Linked DNA regions of Mus musculus: regions 1, 2 and 4 are each linked to region 3. Evidence: chromatin contacts called from public Hi-C and promoter capture Hi-C data. All regions are on one chromosome and are shown on one strand. The core of a region is the stretch at or near the end of the contact, and the rest is flanking DNA. Distances in the headings are between cores, read along the strand shown.

Evidence for each region. Promoter capture Hi-C pulls out the DNA fragments that hold promoters and counts their contacts. Hi-C and Micro-C count contacts between places; a contact is called where the count stands out from the background. Capture Hi-C pulls out chosen DNA fragments and counts their contacts.
Region 1: a contact with region 3 is called in a Hi-C map of CD8 T cells, with 5 times the contacts expected there. The contact joins the promoter of Washc1 here to the promoter of C030034I22Rik in region 3. A contact is called at or near these places in 2 of 39 promoter capture datasets (the C10 cell line and pre-B cells) and 1 of 484 Hi-C or Micro-C datasets (CD8 T cells).
Region 2: a contact with region 3 is called in a promoter capture Hi-C map of pre-B cells. The contact joins the promoter of Vapa here to the promoter of C030034I22Rik in region 3. A contact is called at or near these places in 1 of 39 promoter capture datasets (pre-B cells) and 1 of 484 Hi-C or Micro-C datasets (CD4 T cells).
Region 4: a promoter capture Hi-C map of adipose tissue shows a contact between it and region 3, with 4 times the contacts expected there. The contact joins the promoter of Ypel5 here to the promoter of C030034I22Rik in region 3. A contact is called at or near these places in 1 of 484 Hi-C or Micro-C datasets (muscle stem cells) and 2 of 9 other capture datasets (adipose tissue and liver).

Annotation. Positions count from the first base shown.
Region 1 is chr17:66,110,196-66,112,980 of GRCm38.p6, reverse strand. It overlaps Washc1 (WASH complex subunit 1), which reads right to left and starts at 1,435. Exons shown (of 11, transcript NM_026833.1): 1 at 1,332-1,435.
Region 2 is chr17:65,611,826-65,614,946 of GRCm38.p6, reverse strand. It overlaps Vapa (vesicle-associated membrane protein, associated protein A), which reads left to right and starts at 1,392. Exons shown (of 6, transcript NM_013933.3): 1 at 1,392-1,727. The coding sequence starts at 1,649.
Region 3 is chr17:69,414,952-69,418,128 of GRCm38.p6, reverse strand. C030034I22Rik (RIKEN cDNA C030034I22 gene) reads right to left here and starts at 1,682. Exons shown (of 1, transcript NR_026848.1): 1 at 1-1,682.
Region 4 is chr17:72,835,268-72,838,417 of GRCm38.p6, reverse strand. It overlaps Ypel5 (yippee like 5), which reads right to left and starts at 1,790. Exons shown (of 3, transcript NM_027166.6): 1 at 1,627-1,790.

The sequences.
Region 1 (2,785 bases), core at 186-2,685, 3.3 Mb after region 3:
TCAATCAGTATGTTTGGTCATTTCATACACAAAAATGCAAACCATTTTAAGATCTGTGTGTGTGTGTGTGTCCCCTAACTGACAGACATCTTGCTTGATACCCTGCCCTGTGTTTACTCAGGGGGTCCTGATGTGAAGAGAAAGACAAGAGATTCTGCCCTGAGCCCCAGCTTCATACAGCATCGTTGCTCATGTTCACAATAAACTCTGGAACTAGGCATCGCTATTGCAAAGACGTTGATGGCTCTCACTGGAAAAGTCTGGAGTGTCACCGTGCAGGACACTCTGAGCACTAACCATCTCCACTGGGACAAGTGTCACTTCCAAAGTGAAGTTCAAGATAGGCCTGTGGACTACTGACATCCTTTCATGGTGTGGGTCATGTTCTGCCCCTCCCCTCTGCACCTTCTGCCCGTTATATACAATAATTCTGCCCTAAGTGCACAACACCTAGTAACCTCAGTGTCCATACTAGTAAGGGGGACTCATCATCTATGCAGGGGGATTTTCTGGTGATTCTGCTGCTCTGGGAACCCCGCATTCTGCAAGTAAACCCAGTAAACTCAGGGGTTCCCCCAAGGAACCCCTTTGATGGACTTGTACTTTGGGTTGTCATTTGGGGCCCTGTAAGGAGTGGGTAGATGCCTGTTTTCGGTCCTGCCCACAAGGGGAATTTTCCAAACCATCTAAAATGGATTGAAGGCCACTCTACTTGTGGGGGGAAATAATAAATAGCTCAGAAGTAAACGTAATTTACTGTAAGTCGTGAGTTTTGTTCTGAGACAAAAATAATTCCTCCCTCCAGCAAATGACTACAGTTCTACCTTGGCCTCCAATCGTTTCTGTTTATTTTTCACTTGTCATGCATGCCATGAATACATAAACATTCCTCTCTTATACATTCTTACACACACACATGCCTGTCAAGTATCTATGTTGACAGAGACCGTGCTTGTTGTTTAGCATAAGTGAAATGTTTCTAAGTGATCGGTGCTTAACCCAGATCACCAACCCCCCCCCCCCATATGTGCGTGTCACCAGTGTAATTCGTAATTTCGAAAGTGCTCAGCACAACCCACCCGCACCGTGCAAGTTGTCCTCCCACGCCCTGCTCCCCCTAATCTTCAGGAAGCCACGGGGCCTCTTCTCTGCAGCCGGAGCTGCAGGGTGTGGGAGGAGCGGCAGGCCGGATCCCTACATCGCCTTCCCGGTCCGTCCGGGCCCGTCCCGCCCGGGAGCCCTCACTCGCCTCCAGCCGGTGGGCGGCAGGGTCGCGGCCTCCTCCCGGTCCTGCGCTCCCAGTCCGCCCCTCGCCCACCCTGCACACTTACCCCAAGGCGGCGTCCTCACGTGAGCGTCCCCGCCCCCCGGTGACCCGCACTCCCAGGTCCTAGCGTCCACCACTGTAAGCTCGGCTCTCCGACTTCCGGCTCTCCGGGCTGCTGGTGGGCGGGGCCTAGACCAGGAAGCCGCCCCACACTCTGTGCTTAACCTTTCCTGTCTGGGAGATTCAGGTCTCTCCTGTTACCGGCTCCAAGAAACCCTCACACTACATATGCACTATATAGGACATCAAGTGGAAGTTCTCCAAACGCCCGCTCTGTTCCAGCCATGCATACTTCAGTGGCTTAATTAATCTTTTAGAAGATCCTACCTTTCCTGTGTTTACCTCTAAAGGTAAAGTCCCTTAGTCTCCAACTTAAAAAAAAAAAAAAAAATCAACGTAGAAGCGATCAGATACGGTATGATTTGACCTGGAGTACACAAGTTCTGCGTAGAAACAAACTGGAATATTGCTTACTAGGAATGAGAAAGCAGTGCTGTAGATGGACAGTCTGTGTGTGTGTGTGTGTGTGTGTGTGTGTGTGTGTTTTGAGAGTGTTGGGGGCAGATGAGTCTCCCCTACTACCGCATCCCTTATTCTAGTTTTCAGACAGCCTTCTTACCGGCAGCAAGCCAAAGCCGTAGGGCCAAAGAAGCCACAGACAGCCCACAGCTGATGAGCTCTTAGTCGGTCAGCAGCCACATAAGAATTGCTGACAGAAATCCACCCCACCCCACGGCCAAAAAACAGCTGGGAGCAGCACTAGGCCTGCAAAGATTGCCATAGCAACCAGGAAATGATTTTAAAGATGTATGTGTACAGGACCTGGAAAAAGAGCTCAGAAGTTAAGAGTACTAACTACTGGCGCAGGGGATCCAAGATAGGTTGCAACACCCACTTTGATCTACTCAGTCACCTGTAACTCCAGCTTCAGCATGATCCAGTGCTCCCTTCTGTCTTCTTTGGATACCCTTACACACACACACACACACACACACACACACACACCACATACAGGAAGACACAGTGGGCATGTCCAGGATCCTACATATTGCCAGGTTATGCAGGGTCTCTGTCAGTTAGTGTTGTGGCCATCTAATGTTGAAAGCAATGTGCCGTGGGGAAGTTGTGAGCTATGTGCTTGTGGGGGAGGGAGGGGCTCCCTCTTTGGCAGCTGGGGAGTCTTCTGGAAGGCAGAAAGCTCTTGCAAGCAGGGTTGGTAACAATGTGATAGGGAATAATCATACAAAGTTGTCCTGTCCTCTCGTGGGGTCTGGGGCAGTCCTCCTGCATCAGTCTTTACCATCTGAGGTCAGAGAGATGATGAAGGACTGGGTGGGTGCACAGCCTTCAGTGCCCTCACCCGGAGCCAATGCTGTTGTTGTGCCCGGCACACCTTCATCCCACTGTGGGAATGGGTTGGTTTAGGATCTCAACGATCGACAAGCTAGCCTCCCTAAT
Region 2 (3,121 bases), core at 143-2,642, 3.8 Mb after region 3:
AAATCCATCTCGTTTGCATACAAGCTTGCTTTTGTCTTAAATGGATTTTTGGTCTGCTTCTTTTCAAAATTCATTTTTTAGGTTAGGATACAAAGTAAGCATTCAAAGAAAGAAAACAAACTTTTTTTTTTAAACGACCAATGTTTGCTTTATACCACTATTATATCCTATATACCTCGAGTGGCATGAAAGTTTTTCAGGTGTCGGGGCGGCAAGTTGAAAAAGTCTAATTAGCTGTATTCTAGACTGCTCATTTCGACATTTACTTCCAAGCAATCTAGAGTGCCTTTTCGTGGCAGAAGCATGAATATGTGCTTTGTTTCGCACGGAGCTTCCTAGAGATTTAAATTCAAGCAGCACCATAGGACACAATAAAGGTTTTTACAGCACATCCATTTGTTTTGTTTGCTCTTCCCGTCCCTGGATACCCTGGCAAGGGGCTGAATATCTGTCAGCAACTTGCTTGGCATTTTTTTTTTTTTTTCTCATTTGGTACAGGCTCTCCTAAGTGATACAGATAAAATTCGTCCCTAGCACGAGAATGTGGCAAACAGATTTGGGTATGAGTTTGAAGTGAACCACACTGTAGATACAGCACGTGAACTCCACGCTGTAGGAACAGAGATTTCGTTTCTACCCTTGTAGAGAAACTGTGCCTGGCACAGATTTCCCCTGGAACTCGTTCGCTTGTGAGCGAGATGTGTTTCCTTTGGCTGGGCAGGAGGGAGATGGGGAGGAGGCAGTCTTGGAACAGCAGGCAGAACGGAGCGCACGTTCGCTGAGGGCGGAAGGAATCCCCAGCAGACCAGAGGGACACGCCCTGCCGCTCTCCCAAAGGGCGGTCTCTCCTGGGATGCCTGGCTTCCAGGCAGCCTGCAAAAACCCTTCTCTTTTCCAGGGCAGACAAGACGCCCTCGGCGAGCCAAAAGCCGCGTCAGCGGCCCCACCCACTCGCCTCCAACGGACCCAGGTCGCCTTCCCGGTTCCCAGCAGCCACCGCGGAGGCGCCGCCCGCACAGGGCATGCTGGGAGTCGAGGTACCCGGCGCTTCATGACTCTCTTCCGTTCGGAATTCCACTTGGAACGCCGTGAGGTAGCGTCGTAGTCGGCGCTCCAGCCCCGCACTCGCAGCTCCAGGGCCCCAAGAACGACACCCCCTTCCCGGGGCGCCGTGCACCGCGTCTCCCCGCAAAGAGCCCCGCTCCGCCCCCCCGACCCTGCTCTACGGAGATTGACAGCGGCGCGGCGCCCGGAGCTGCGGCCAAGTCGGAGGTGCGCAGGCGCACTAGCTCAGCGTTGACCCCTCCCACCCCCCAGTTAGGCCCGGAGGGCGGGGCCAGCACGAGGGCTCCAGGCCGCGGGGGCGCGCACGTAGGCACGTAGGGCCCGTCACGTGGGGCGCCGAGGATCGCAGTGCGCGTGGCCGCGGCGGCTGGTGTGGGGTTGAGTCAGTTGTGACACCCGGAGCTGCTGAGCGGACAGGCTGCCCTCGGGACCCCCGCGGCCCGGCAGCAGGCGCGGAGCTTCGGGAATCGTGAGCCTGGCCCCGTCCTAGAGCTCCGCGGAGCCGGCGCCGCCACCGTCCCCTCGCCCCCGCCAGCGAACCGCCGCCGCGGGCGCGCCCCCGCTCTGCGCTGCGCTGTCTCCTATGGCGTCCGCCTCCGGGGCCATGGCGAAGCACGAGCAGATCCTGGTCCTCGACCCTCCTTCAGACCTCAAATTCAAAGGTAGGCTGGCTGGGACGCTCCGGAGCGGAGCTGAGGCTGGGGCTGGGGCTGGCGGGCGGCGGCGGGGTGGCCGGGCCGTGCTCCCCTCCCCCACGCCCCGGCCGAGCGTCGGAGCCGCGGCCCCGCTGCGTCCCTCGGCCCCGCGCCTCGCCGTCCGCCGCTGCCGGGCCGGGCCGGGCCGGGCTGGGCTGCGCTGCGGAGGGGAGGGGAGGGAGCCGCCGGGCGCCGCGGAGGGCTCCGCCGCCATCTTGCGGCCCCGCGGGGGCGCCGTGGGAGCCCGCCCGCGCCTTGCCCGCCGGCCCGCATGGCGTCCTTGCCCCAGGGGCGGCCGCGGCGCGGCGCGGTGCGGTCGGGCGGTGCGGGAGGGCGACTGGGAGCCGGAGCTCCCTAGTCGGCGGGCGCCAGTGGGCGCCGTTCGGCGGCTTTGGGCAGGCGCGGTCCGCCGCGGGCGAGGAGGCGTTCACGGTCGCGGCCTCGCCCGGAGTCTTTCCCGGTCAGGTGCGGGACTCTGGCTGAGCCGGGAGACCAGGCAGCAGAGTCTCTGGCTGGGACTGACCCCGCGTGTTGGCACGGCCCCCAGGCGCGCGGCAGAAAGCTGTGCGTCAGCTGGGGCATGCATGGTCAGAGGTTAATGGTAGTGGGTCCCTTGTGTCAGCTCGGATTGTCCCTAGGTACGGAGGACCCAGTCCTTGAGTGCACACTGTCTTTACTGAAGAATTCTTTCAGCGTTTGTGACCCGCTTACGCTTGCGGTTTCCCTGCGTATCCCGAGAAAGCTGCTAAGGTGCCACACAGCTCTGGAACTGTTGACTTTGGAGCATTGACTGTGATAGACAGTGGCTTGGTGATTCTTGTTCAGATCCAAGGCGGTTTGCCTTCTCAGTGTGTAGGAAACGAAACGTTACACAGAACAATTTACTTTATTTTAAGGAGAACCAAAAGAATGGAGCTAAAGAGAAAACGTGATCCTTCCTATCTTTAAATGTAAAGTGCCCCCCTCCCCCCCCCCCGAAAGTTAATACCTTGCGTTTTAATTTCAGGAACTGATGAAAACAATTTTCCTTAGGCGCACATCGATTCCAGTACTAAGAGAAAAAGTAAACCCATTAATAGTAGTGTAAGAGTTAGTCCAAATGAAAATAGCTGAATTGTCCTTGTGGGAACAATTTAAAATAGTTCCAGACACTTAAAGATTTTATATCTTAAATAGTTTTAGGGCTTATAAACATTGGGTATTCTGCTAGTCACATGCCCTGCAGGTGTTTCAGTACATTCACAAGTTTCTCTTTACTAGACAAGAACTTGATTGTGATTTTAAGGCAGCTCTAATATCTTTGGAATTGGGTCGTGAACCACACTTATAATCCCGGCATTCTGGAAGTCCAGAAACCATCC
Region 3 (3,177 bases), core at 433-2,932:
GAAGTAGATAAGGAAAGATCCCCCTCCAGATGATGAATGCTACCCGAGCTCATATCGGTGAAGGGAACCTGTGCTATTCGGTCGAATGCAACCGCCCTTGCAAGACGTGGCTTGTCAGCGCTACTCATCGAAGTGTAAACCCATCTCTGAAGACCTGGCAGGCAGAAGTACTCTCCCCACCCCAACCCCACCCACGGACTTTGCAGCATCAGTCCATTTGTACACTCGGATCTCTAAGGAAAACAGCATCATCGACGTGAATGACAGCTGCAGCGGGAGCCGGGGAGCGGGCGGTCAGATGCTCCGCCGGGGCTGTCCACTCCGCGGGCACTGAAAACGTCAGGGAAGGTCTCTCTTGGAGCCAACGCGGACTTGACAAAACAGTTGACAATTAGGGCAAAGCACGTACGGCAGAATCATTAGAACCCACAGAAGCCCCGGCCCCAGCGGCGACACCGCGGCGTGGCGATGCCCCCGTGGCTTCGGAAATACCCGCTATCCCTTTAAAAAGTACCCCCCGCAGGCCGGAAGTGACCGCTCGGCGCCACGAGTCGAGCCCCTCGGTGCAGCACGGCCTCGAGCCTCGCGCACGTCCGCGGTCCCGTGGGTTTCCTGCTCTTGCTGCAGTTCTCCGCCGCCAGTCCTCTCCGCGCGGGCAGTTCGGTCACTAAATCTCAGAGACCCGGCGCCTCCCCCAAGCTCCAGCCTACGCCAGGCCTGCTTCCGGGTTCGGCCTGCGCTCCCGGCCCGCTCTAGTGACGCACTTCCGGTGGTGACCAGGCTTGGCTCCGCCCCAAGCTGACACGCGGGCTGATCGGGTTCCCAGCCGTGCACTGTGCTGGGAGGACAGCGAATTCCTGCACCGGGGACCAACTGCTCCGCCACGGCTCGGTCTCTGGGGTTTCTTACCGTCCTGGGCGGAAATGGATAGAATCCGCCAGACCACACGACCCGGGGCCTAACTCTCCAGCCCTGTGACCGCGGCCGTCTGTGTCAAGCTCTCCCTTGGCTCTGCCCAGGGCCCTTGTCGCTTGGCGCTGGGACCTTCAGAAGTTGAAAGGGTTTGCCAGAGGCATCTCAACCACCCTTTCTTAGACTGGCTTTGAAATGGTGTCACCCACCCTCTTGGACTGAATATCTCAGGTCATCTTAGGGTTTCCTCCCGGAATTACTTAGTTTTACACATTCTGGTTCATCCTCTTCTCAAAGGTTGTTTTTTGGATCGAGAAGTTCAGGCAGAAAGCGTTCACTTTCAGTTTTTCCTTGTATCTCTCACGATGCTGTATGACTTGACCTCATAATCTGGTGTCTGGTTAAGTATAAAACTATTCTTTACTTCTCACCCCTCCACAGGGCTGTTTGGATTGTTTCTTTTGTAATAACGTATTATACCGTTTAGAAAACACAGGAAACACAGCTTGGGCGAGTTGGGTGTTTCCTGCTGAAAATTGTGAATATAACGTTTCATGAGAAAAGGAAAAAAAAAAAAGAGCTAATGAGTGGAGCACCCCATCTGAGCTGTGTCCACTTGCCTTGTTCCCTTAAACTAAAACTAATTGCTTCTTGCTAGCACCACCATTGGCTTTTGCAGTCCCCCCAACCCTATTCTGATTTTGTGCTCCTTTCACTGTTTTCTGGCAGTTTTTCTCTGCTTATAAAGATCTTTAAGAAAAAAAGAAAAGAGGAAAAAAAGTTAAAAAAAAAAAGTTTGTTTAAACTCATTCTTTGTATACTCCAAGAAAATTGCAGCTCTTGTTGAAGGCCTTTATCTTTGCACCACTTCCTGTGTTTCTCTGCAATTCATGTGCATTCTTCTGAGGGCTAAGTCAGTTTCTCAACACTTTTACAAACCAAGAATGGATTCCCCCTTGGCCTGGAAGCCATCTCAATAAAATTTTATCATGAAACTATCACTTCTGTCTCCCAGCTTTCTGGAACATTGTCTACCTCAGTGAATACTTGGCTCCAGGCTAAATCTACCCCCAGTAGAGAGATTGGATGTTTGCTTTTTACTTTGAATAGGGAGCAAATTTGTGGGTACTGAAATTGCCTGGTGCATTTAGGATGGCCTCCGTGTAGCTAGTGGTGTCAAGTTCTTTTACTGAAAAACTAGTTCCATTGAGAGTATGTATATAATGGATTCCATCAACTTAGCCTTTGGGCGAGTCACCTCAGCAGATGTCCAGTTACACATATAGCATCCAAGCATAATGCTTATTCAATAGAAAGAGAACTGAAACCTCTCTCAGCAGGCTGATTGGAAAGATACTTGTATTTGTATTTTTCCAGCAATAGTTGAGGCCACACTTAGAGATCTATTGTACAATATAAGATTAAATCAGAGCATTAGATTTCTCTCTAGTTCTTTGAGCCTGCCCTCATGGTTTCTCAAAGACTCTTTAAATGTTTGCCTTACTGAACTTGGATTCTATCACCTGCCCCTCCTCATAGTCTATAAAGTTGAACACTCCCTTTATGCTTTCCAAATCAGTAGTGAGTCTTGGAAAGAAAATACAAAAGTCTCCAGAGCATGGCAAAGCCCACATTGTTATTTGATGTCCAACTGTAGTTGGACAAGTGTATGGCACAGACTGAGAGGCACCAGGGGGAGGAGCTATGGGAAAGGCAATGCTGCCTGGAGTTCATGACTAGAAGAGGGAGAAACTCTTCAGTGCAATTTTGCTTCAGTTGGGAGAGTGTTGGAAGTGTAAAGGTGTGCCTATTCCAGCTGTTGGAGTCAGGGTAGCGTCCTAGGACAGTTTATCCAACGGATCAGCAGGAATAAAGTGAGGGGGGGGAATTATTGGTCTATAGGCAAAAGGATAGCAGTTGAAAAGGTCCAGAGGAATTAAAATGTTCGTGTTCAGGGAACTGCAAATAGGTATCAGAATGGGAGCTGGGGTGATAGGTGCCACTGCCAAGCACACATGAGCAGCCAGTCCCAGATCTGCCTAACTGCAGTGCTACCTGGGTCTCTCTCACGACGTCCACACTCTTTGGTCAAAGTATGTAAAACTACTGAGGTGTGCTAGGCATCCTTGCACCCTCCTGTGCACATAATGACTGAGATGAAGTAAGCTTAACAAGAATGTCTATACTGACTTGCATGTACGTTTTCTCCTGATAACTATGGCTTCCTCAAGCAAAATACAAATTACTGTCCCAATACATTCTTGA
Region 4 (3,150 bases), core at 541-3,040, 3.4 Mb before region 3:
GCAACCCATAGGCTTTTCATTTTCTAGGCCCAACATCTGTTCTCCTCAGAATACTTCCTACTTCCTCCTCCTGGTGTCTCCCTGCCCCATCTTTGAACTTCTGTAACACTCATTTCATAACTTACCAATATTTGGTCCTGCACGGTTTCTCGATTTCATTGGTCTGTAACCTTTCACTAAATTGGGAGTCCAGAGAGAATTCCCCTCCTCTGGAATCTCCTCCTTACCTAGTAAACTGTAGGTACATATGCGATTAATTCTTAGTAAAACAACCCATATCAAGGCACTTCACATCTGGCACAAATATGCACCCAAGAAGATTTCGACTTTTTCTATGTTGTAATGCAGTTGCAATCCCGCCTATGGGGCTATGCAAAAAAAAAAAAAAAAAAAAAAAAAAAAAAAAACCGATCTGATAAGGTCGGTTGACCTGAACCAGCCAAGTTCAGTTATTTTCCAAAAGCAAGGCAAGCCTGAAATTACTTTCAGATTTTCCATCTGTCAAAAGCCACCAGAAATAAAAATCCTCAAGATTTCCAAGAGGGCTCTGGAAACAGAAACAAAAAGTTTAAAAATAAAAAATAAATGAGTCGCACACCTTTCCTTCCTGTCACTCCAAAAGGAGATCAGTCTGGCGTCCGGATGAAACAGACCTGGGTACTACTGCGGCTTCCCACTCCCGCTGGCAACACTCAGGCTTCCTACCAACCTGCACAGCAGCGTGGAGTAACGGGGTGTGCAGGAGCGTGCCCACCGCAGCCAGCAGGAAAGAGCCTCCCGGTCCGCTCCCCGAGCAGCACCGGGGTCTGCGCCAAGCCGACCGCCCGCAGCCGGCCCAGCTGATCGCGCCCACGTGACTCCCTCCAGCCAATCGCCCGGCGCAAGGCGGAGCGCGCGGCGGCGGCGGCGGGGCCTCCTCGGCACAACAAACACAGGCGGAACAGCTGGGCAGGCGCGGGCGACCGGGCGCTCGGCACCCGCAGGCTACCGGGCAGTGTTCCCCACGCCCAGGGTCCAGAGGGCAGCGTGATAGGGGCTAGCACCGACGAGGCGGGCACGGCCCACAGCCCAGACACCCGAGCACGAGTCGAGCCTCCGGAGCGGCGGGGCGGGCGGGGTGCGAGCGCGGCCCTGGAGCGCGGGCCCGCGGGCCGGCCCCGAATCGGAGCCCGGGCGCGCCCCCGACGCTGCGGCGGGGACGGCGGCTGTGGGGGCGGGGCGGCCTAGGAAGTGGGGGTGTCACGGAGAGAGCTGTCTGCGGACCGGCGGCCCAGGCGACAGGCGCCGAGGGCGGCGGGCGGGCGGGGGCCGCGGGTCGCTAAGGGGGTCGCGGCTGTTGTGGGCTCGCGGAGCGCTCCGCTGCGCGGCGGGGGCGGGTCGGCGGCGGCCGCCGCGCCACAGCCTCACAAAGAAGGACCGCCCGGCCCGGCCCCGCGGCCCCACGGCCCCACAGTCCTGAGAATTGCCCTGGTGGCCCGGCCAGGACCCTGGACGAGTGGAGAAGGGGAAGAGGCACTTCCTGCCTGGGCCCCCGCCCCGGGCCGCTCCCCGAAGGCTTCGAAGCCGCCGGCCCAAGGGCTTCGAGCCCCAGCCGACTCCGATCCCGGCGCCCACCGCCGTACTCACCGGCGTGCTGGGAATCGGCGCTGCCAGCAGCTCTTCGCTCCTCAGCTGGGTCGAAGCCCACCTCGGCCTCCCAAGTCTTCAGGTTTAGTCAGGCCTTGGCCCCGCCTCTCCTCGGTCGGGCCTCGGCGTCAATCACCGGGCGTGGCCCCGCCCTCCCTTCAGGCGGCTCTCCCGGTTGGCCCGCAGCGCCCTTCATTTCTAGGCTCCGCCCCTCTCCCTGGCACTCTGCCCCTTCCGCCGGGCCCCGCCCCTTCTCGGGCTCGCCCTCCCCCCACCCTTGCCCGCTTACACTCCGCCGCCCACCCCACCCCGAAGCCGCAGCGGATGGGCGGACTCCTCGCCGCTCGCCCCGCCTCTAATTCGACACCTTGCATCCTTACGGCCAATCAAGGAGGCTAAGTCTGCCTCCTCGGCCGAGGCGGCCAATGTAGTGAGAGTGAGGACCCGCCCCCCACTCCCAGCTGAGCGCACACAACACAGCATCCACGTGAGTCAGCTTCTTAAAGGAGACGCCTCAGCCTTGGTAATTGCGGCAGCTGGGACTCATTGCCCGTCATCGGCGTCACCTGCTGGCGGCTGAGGCCATAGCTTCCTGATAGCCAAGGAAGCCTAGAAGAAGCGAAAACAAGAGGCTGTTTTCTAGTCAACGCTGGTATTGAGGTTAAAGGGCTACCTAGGTTGAAATGCCCGTTTTACCATCCCATCAGGCCACTTTCTCTTGGCTTACACGAATTGCCTTAAACAAATCCCGAACTCTTTGTGTCTCGGTATATAGGAATTCATTGTAAACAAGGTTTTTTTCAGCGTGCTTGGTTCTATTTACAAACTTTCCAAGTTTTCTCTTCTCTTCCCTCTCTCTGTTTCTGTCTCTATCTCTTTGTTTTTCGAAACAGGGTTTCTGGACAGCCTGGAACTCACTCTGTAGACCAGGCTGGCCTCGAACTCAGAAATTCGCCTGCCTCTGCCTCCCAAGTGCTGGGCTTAAAGGCGTGTGCCACCACGCCCGGCCCAAGTTTTCTCTTGACCGTTGAAGTAATTCTCAAAAACTTAAGTCTTTTATGTGGAGATCAACTGTCTTGTTGAAAAAGACAGCTGTCCCCTTAGCCCTCCCTCACCATGTTTAAGATAAGTTGGAAAATTTTTGCCATTCCGTTGGCTTTCCCAGGTAATTAAATCTCTGTTGGCTGTCCATAAAGATGACAGAAATACCTCAAAATATTTCATGTATTAAATAAACATAAAATATATAAATTATACACATATATATATACTAGCACTTGAAATTTGTAGCATAGAATATGTGTTCTGACAAAACCCTGATACTTAACCCTAAATCCTTCAGTACTTTTCATTCATTTATAAAATAAAGAGTTACTGTGGCCTGGTTTTGTAGAACATGCCTTTAGTCTAGAGTGAGTTTCAGGACAACCAAAGCTACATAGTGTCTCGAGAAAACAAAACAAAACAAAAAGCTACTCTGACCATCAAAGATAAAAGACTATGTTTAGATTAAAGAGAATTTTG